2 separate regions of the Sus scrofa genome follow, and region 2 is linked to region 1. A link is a contact called in public HiChIP or PLAC-seq data. All regions are on one chromosome and are shown on one strand. Each heading gives the region's core, a stretch centred on a gene start, on an enhancer-like site or on the middle of the called end of the contact. The rest is flanking DNA. Distances are from core to core; before and after follow the strand shown. Region 1 overlaps ZNF438 (zinc finger protein 438). Region 2 overlaps ZNF438 (zinc finger protein 438).

Region 1 (3,640 bases), core at 486-2,985:
CAATTTGCAAAACTATTCTGAAAGAGGAGTATAGGCACACACATCTGCAAAGAGTGCAAATTTAGGATATGTAAATGCTTTACAAGTTACTCTCAGCAGTTCCCATCATGGCTCAGCAGAAGCAAATCTGACTAGTATCCATGAGGATGCAGATTCAATCCTTGGCCTCGCTCAGTGGGTTAAGGCTCTGGCGTTGCCATGAGCTGTGGTATAGGCCGCAGACTCTACTCAGATCTGGCGTTGCTGTGGCTGTGACGTAGGCCAGCGGCTACAGCTCCGACTTGACCACTAGCCTGGGAACATCCATATGCTGTGGGTGCAGCCCTAAAAAAGACAAAAACAAAATAAAACAAGCAAACAAATGAGAACAAGTTACTTTCAAAAAACTGACAGCCACAACTGGTCCTTTACATTGCCTTTTTTGATCAAAATATTTTGAGGCCAGCCTTCCTTCCACTGCTCTAAACTATAAAGCACTGTTTTAATGAGCTGAAATTAAGGATACCTACTAAAAAAGAAGAGAAGAAAATTCTATTAGTTTGAGTTTCAGAATTCCCCCGAACCAGGACCAGTATCTTGGTAAGGGTTCAGTTGGGGCCCTGGACAGAGAATGAGTCTGTGCAGGTGGCATCCCTGAGGATTCAGAGCTTTGCTCCAGCTACTTAACTCACTGATCTGTCTGGCCAGTTTCTATACTGGCTTGACTGGGCATAATTCAAAAAGGAGAAGCTCATGTTCATTCTTCTGTAGCTCTGTGATAGCACTTAATAATACCCAAATGGGATGTCTTCCACATTATAGTATGATGGTATTTCTTCAAGTGAAAGGGTCTAATTGTTCTATAATACTCATACCCATTTTATCTAGATGTTCACAGGATCTATAAATCTCCCCCTAGGATTCATCATAGTAACTGTAACAGAACCTTTGACCCCCACTGGCAGAAATCAGAAAAAAAAAACCACAAAGAGATTATTAGGATCCGCTAGATATTTACTGAAGAGTTTTCTGAATTCCTGTTCTTTTGACTCAGTCAGCTCTAACCAACACAGGAATAATGGTAAACTCATCCATGGCTTTCCATGGCTTTAGCTGCATAAGGCAAATGCATTTCAATACTGTGTTCATCTTCATCTGTCTGCAGAGACATGCGTTCAAACATTCCTTTCTTCCATAGTTCTCTGTAAATCTTTTGGTCAGTACCAAGATCATACAGAGGTGTCATGCACACACACACACACACTGAAAAGTGCACATTGAGAAAGGGACACATGATGAGAAGGCCCAAGGATGAAAATGCTCCAGGAAATAGATGGATCCACTTGTTTGAAGCATGAGCAGCATGAGACCCACGGTAGGAATATCCAGCATGGGGTGCAGCAGTGGCTGCAGCAGGTCTTTTTGTTGACTGTACTTGTGAAAGCCAACCTTCTAGCTGTGCATTCGGCCTGAGACTGTGTACCAGCTTCCCCTCCCCCCTCCCCCCCCCCCCCCGTGCGACTGCTTCCCAGCAGACCACTTGGGTTGGACATCCTGGCGCCTGTGCCGCCTATGTTGCACGAGGATGAATGAGGAGGCGGCTGCAGGAGCGGCTCCGCCAGGGGAGGAGACAGCACGGACCCAGCCCAAGAGGAGGCGGTAGCGGGGAGGGGATCCGCCCGGCCCAGGAGGAAGAGGAGGAGGAGATGGCAACCGGGGCAGTGACGGCGGCGGCAGCAACAATCATTACAAACTCTGGCGACCGCCGGAAGATGAGGCCCGTGGCCGCTTTACCAAAGCCCGGAAAGCCCTGGCCCCGGCCCCCGGAGTTGCCGCGGCTCCGCAACTCGAGCGGCTTCCGCTGAGCCGCCCCCACGGCCTCCTTCCCCTCGCGGCCGGCCTCCACCCGGAGCCAACACCAGTGACCCCACCTCCGCGACTCCGCGCCCTGGCCCTCCCCCCACCCCCGCGGGACTCCCCGCCTCCACCCCACCCCACCCCGGGGGCGCTCCTGCCCGCTCGGCCCGGCCCGGCCCGCTGGCCCCGCCCGGCCCCGCTCTTCGGCCGCCGCGCGGCGAGGTTAACGGCGGACACCGGACAAGCCTGACAGCATCTGGGGTCAGGCGGCCCCGCAAGGAGCAGCGGCGGCTGCTGCTCTGTGCACACAAAAGCCCAGGGCCAGGGCCTGAACAGGGAAGGCAGCCCGAGAAGAGCCAATGCTTCCTTACTCGCCACTTTCTTACTTGCCACTCCAATAGGTCTTTTCTCATGTAGATGCTCAGTGCTCTAAATTTCCCCCTCTGTACTGCTTTGATGGAATCACACACATTTTGGTAGGTTGTGTTTGCATTTCATTCAGTTCAAAACACATTCTAATTTTCTTTTTGATTTCTCCTTTGACCCATAGGTTATTTATAGGTGCGTGATTTAGTCAACCCATGTTCAGAGAGTTTCCAGATATAGTTCTGTTATTTTGGCTTCTTTTATTCCACTGAGGTCAGAGAACATACCTTATATGATTTGAACCCTCTTAAGTGTATTGAGTCTTGTTTTTATGACCCAGAATATGGTGTCTTAATAAAAGATGTCATGTGCATTTGCAAACAATGTGGAATCTGTTGTTTTGGGTGGAATGTTCTGTAACTGTCAATTAGATCAAGTTGGTTTATAGGGTCATTCAAATCCCCAGAGTCCTTAGTGATTTTCTCTCCACTGCTTTTATTATTATTAATTATTCTGTATTTCTCCTTGCAGTTCTGTCCGTTCTTGCTTTATATATTTTGGAGCTCAGTTATTAGGGACATAAATATTTAGGATTTTTATGTCCTTTGAATGAGTTGTCCTTTTTTAATTATGAAATTATAAATGTTTGGTAATAGTCTTCACTTTTTAATCTGCTTTTTCTGATATAGCCACTCCACCTTTTTTTGACATGTCTAATGTGCTTACAATCCTATGCATTGTAATCTTTATCTTCTATATTATAGTTTATATCTGGAAATTTTTATGTGGGCCTTTTTTTATCTTTCTTGTCTATACTTAACTTTTTGAACATATAAAATACAGCTACATACATAATAGACCTTGGCTGCTAATTCTAACATCGTCGTCAGTTCAGGGTCGGTTCTTACTATTTTCTACACTATGGCTCATATTTTCCTGCCTCTTTGTATTACTTGCTCAATTCTTTATTAGATGTCAAACAGCCTGAATTTTACTTTGTTGGGCGATGGATATTTTTGTCTTTCTATAAATATTCTTGAGCTTTGTTCTAAAAACACAGCTAAGACACTTGGAAACAGTTTGAGCCTTTTAGGTCTTTTAGGGTGTGTTTTGTGAAACCAGAGAAATGCTTGATGTAGGGCTGATTATTCCCTCTTAGTAAAGCAAGATTCTTCTTTGTACTCTACCCAGCATCCTGCGAATCAGGTGTGCTTTTAGTCCAGCTGGTGGGTGCAGGCAATGGTCTCATGCTTCTGGGAGTGTTGGGTGCAGGAGTCTTTGCCTGGCCTCAGGCGGTTCCCTCATCTGCAGGTGCTAATGATCAGCACAAAAGGGAACACCGGATGGGATGGGGACCTTCTTTGCTGCTCTCTCTCTCCAGCTCTTTTCTCTGTTACTCTGGGATTCTCCACCAGGGTTCTCCCTTCCTGCAACCTCA
Region 2 (3,413 bases), core at 702-3,201, 120 kb before region 1:
CAACATCTGTTTCTTAGTTTTGACAAACGTGCCATGGTGGTGTAAGATGTTAACTTTAGGGTGAATTGGGTGAAAGGAGCACAGGACCTTTGTAGTATTTTTTTCAACCCTTCTGTAAATTCAAAATTATTCTAAAATAAAAATGTTTATTTAAAGCCAAAAGCAATCAAGGTTTATTTGAAAATCATAATTTGGAAGTAGCTTTTCTGAGTAATAGTTTGAAAATTCAAAATGGTTAATTACCTCTAGAAGCATCCAGATTCTGTCCATTAGAGATGCAGGGAAATATGTGACACTAAGTCTCAGTTTTCTGTTCACAGGCGGTGTGGGATTTCGTTTTCTGGACATTGGCCTGGTGTCTGTGAACATCTCCTTGAACTCCGTTACAGGCTTGCTCTCTGATTCCTTTAAGGTACTTGTGTGTTCTTTTTTGCGGTTTAGTACAACTCTTTCTATTAATACAAGCATAACCTTAAATGGTTCCCAGTGCACTGCTTTTTCCTTTTCCTTTTCTTTTCTTTAATGTACTGTTAGAGCCAAAAAGGCCAGCAGTGTGACTCAGTAGTTTGGAGCGGAGACCTTTGTCAGTATACAGTTCAGTCACACCTATTTGAGCTTCTAGGTCAAGTACTGGACACAGTTGACCTATTGTTAAAAAACATGAATAAAGATGAGCGCAACTCTTAAATAGCCATTGCGGTAGCTGAGCTAGAATAATTGATTGCTGTCTGATAATTGAAACTCTCACTTTCCAAAATGAACTCTGGCCGTATAACTCTCTGAAATTTCTATAAATATTAAAAGACTATAAAAGAGAACTCTGCAGTTTGCCGCAACTATTACATAACTTTTCGTTAATAAAAGTAAAATAGCCATGCTGGCCTTATAAATGGTTTCCTGCTGCTGTTGCCAACTTTAAGGATTTTCGTTAAATTTCATAAAGGGAAATAGAAATACAGTCTGCTTAAAGGATATAAACATTTTAAACAGCAGACATGGGCCCGAATGACTCTTGCAGAAAAATTTTGGAGAATTCTCTTTTGCTTGATGATACTTATTCAGAATTGATGTTATCCATCTCATGTCAGTAGAATTTACATCTTTGCTTCTTCATCATGGAGCATAATTGTGTTAACCTTGGCAGGAAAGTTTAGAAAAAGGGAGGGAGCATTTTTTTTCAGGACAAGTTCCAACTCCATTGATCATGTAATAGTTCACATGTTCAAAAAAACAAAAAACAAATTAAAGAGCCTTTTATTCTACTTCTGTGCTTGCAGGGCTTTCAAATTGTTGTTTGAGACTTTGGAAACATGCTTTACCGTTCAGCTGACTGGCTGTCATTTTATGGTCACCTAAAGTATAAAGGAGAAGAGCTAATAGGTACTACCAGGCACTTTCTTTTTATCTTTTCCTTTTTTTTTTTTTTTTTTTGTCTTTTTAGGGCTGCACTGAGGTGTATGGAGGTTCCCAGGCTAAGGGTCAAATTGGAGCTGTAGCTGCCGGCCTATGCTACAGCCATAGCCACGCCAGACCCCCAACCCACTGAGTGAGGCTGGGGATCGAACCTGCATCCTCATGGATACTAGTCAGGCTCGTTAACCACCTATGGGATAGTTTGAAGTTTCCATCATAGATGTGGCAGAGAGGGACACAGATGTCCCCAGGCCACCCCAAGGGCGTGCAGAACCCACTTTTTGGTTCCTAAGGTTACCAGCATCCAGGGAATCCTGCATCCTTGGACACATGCACATGGTAAACTTAAGAACTTCCAGTGTTCTGGGTGAAAGGAGGTCTCATTGCCCTGGGGGACCCAGAACAGGTTCTCCTGGGGTGACAGGCCTGGAGCGCTGTCTCCCGCTCCGCGTTGCTGCCTCACTCTGGCTCATCCTCTGGTCCCCGAGCATGTCAGTTGTTCTCTGTCACCTGATTAATTGCGGAACACTCACTCCCTGTGTGCTGCCTTGACCACGCGCCAGGAACTCTTGGCAGCCCGGGGGAACATGATCTCAGCGCACCTCCTGGTCAGCACTGGGCAATCCAAGTTGTTAGTGGGGGTGAGAACTTGGATTCAGAAGCCAGGACCCATGCCAGGGGCCAGGGCAGGAGTAATTGAGCAGCTGGCACGTGAAACGCAGCTCTAGACTCCATCAGCAGGTCAGGAGTCAGAAGTGGAGTGGCACGTGACTTTGAAAGGTGGTTTTTGAAGGAGATTATGATGGCCAGCGATGGATCTTGTAGTTTGTAGATATCAAATAATTCCAGCTGCTTTTGAAGGAAGCCTAAGAGTGGTGCCAGCTTACTCACAGTGCTCGTTATACTGGACAGAAACCTCTCTGGGTAACTTTTCCTCGTCAGTTCTACCTATGTCTTTCTGTGGCTCTCATTCGCTGTCCCTCTTACACTTGGAAGCATAAGATACACATAAAATTTCCAAAGTCTCTTTTGATGTCCCCTATTCTTCATAGGCTCTGAAAGTTGACGTTCTTCAGGGCTCAGTCTCGGGCTGTCATCTATGTTACTCTCGCTGTGATCTCATATATCCCTAATTTTATTTTATTTTTTATTTTTTTAATTCTTGCTTTTTAGGGCCACATCCACAGCATATGGAGGTTTCCAGGCTAGGGGTCGAATTGGAGCTATGACTGCCAGCCTATGCCACAGCCACAGCAATGCAGGATCAGAGCCACATCTGTGACTTATACCACAGCTCATGGCAATGCTGGATCCTCAATCCACTGAGCGAGGCCAGGGATCGAACCCACAACCTCATGGTTCCTAGTTGGCTTTGTTTCCCCTGCGCCACAACGGGAACTCCTATATCCCTAATTTTAAATGTCATCCTTCCTCCTCAGCTCCTCCCTCCCTCCCTTCCTTCTTTCTTCCCAGCCGCCCACCCGCTGTATCCATGGCATATGGAAGTTTCCAGGCTAGGTAGGGGTTGAATTGGAGCTGCAGCTGTCCGCCTACACCACAACCACAGCAACACCAGATTTAAGCCACATCTGTGACCTACACCACAGCTTGTGGCAATGCCAGATCCTTAACCCACTGAGTGAGGCCAGGGATTGAACCCACATCCTCGTGGACAGTATGTCAGGTCCTTAACCCATTGAGCCACAACAGGAATGCCTATTCCTTTCTTTCCACCACCCCCCCCTCCCAAAAATCGGGAATTTTAGGTGTTTTATTTATTTTTATTTGTTTTATTTTCATTCTTTTTTTAAATGGACATATGATTGATGGAGGACGTTGTGTTAGTTTCAGCAAATAATTCAGTTATACTTATATATCTGTGCTTTTTCCAGATTCTTTTCCCTCACTGTGAAATACTAAGTAGTTCCCCAATTTATTTCTTTACCCTGATCCCTCTTATGAGCCACAGCCTCCTATCTCTGTCTGCCTATTCATCATCT

Evidence for each region. HiChIP or PLAC-seq counts read pairs in DNA pulled down with a chosen protein or histone mark.
Region 2: an H3K27ac HiChIP or PLAC-seq map of skeletal muscle shows a contact between it and region 1. The contact joins two enhancer-like sites. A contact is called at or near these places in 3 of 47 Hi-C or Micro-C datasets (embryonic fibroblasts, heart right ventricle and skeletal muscle) and 1 of 2 datasets of contacts at active chromatin or transcription factors (skeletal muscle).

Annotation. Positions count from the first base shown.
Region 1 is chr10:41,604,761-41,608,400 of Sscrofa11.1, reverse strand. All of the region lies in intron 15 of ZNF438 (zinc finger protein 438), which reads left to right. It also overlaps the pseudogene LOC100519509. Among named protein-coding and RNA genes, the nearest start is that of ZEB1, 410 kb to the left of the region's middle. Within about 2 kb of position 1,735, at least 68 of the 83 cell types and tissues checked have an H3K27ac peak or open chromatin away from gene starts, as enhancers often do. A contact at or near this core is called in skeletal muscle, where this site is marked.
Region 2 is chr10:41,721,284-41,724,696 of Sscrofa11.1, reverse strand. It overlaps ZNF438 (zinc finger protein 438), which reads left to right. Exons shown (of 19, transcript XM_021064197.1): 12 at 321-412. Among named protein-coding and RNA genes, the nearest start is that of ZEB1, 290 kb to the left of the region's middle. Within about 2 kb of position 1,951, at least 25 of the 83 cell types and tissues checked have an H3K27ac peak or open chromatin away from gene starts, as enhancers often do. A contact at or near this core is called in skeletal muscle, where this site is marked.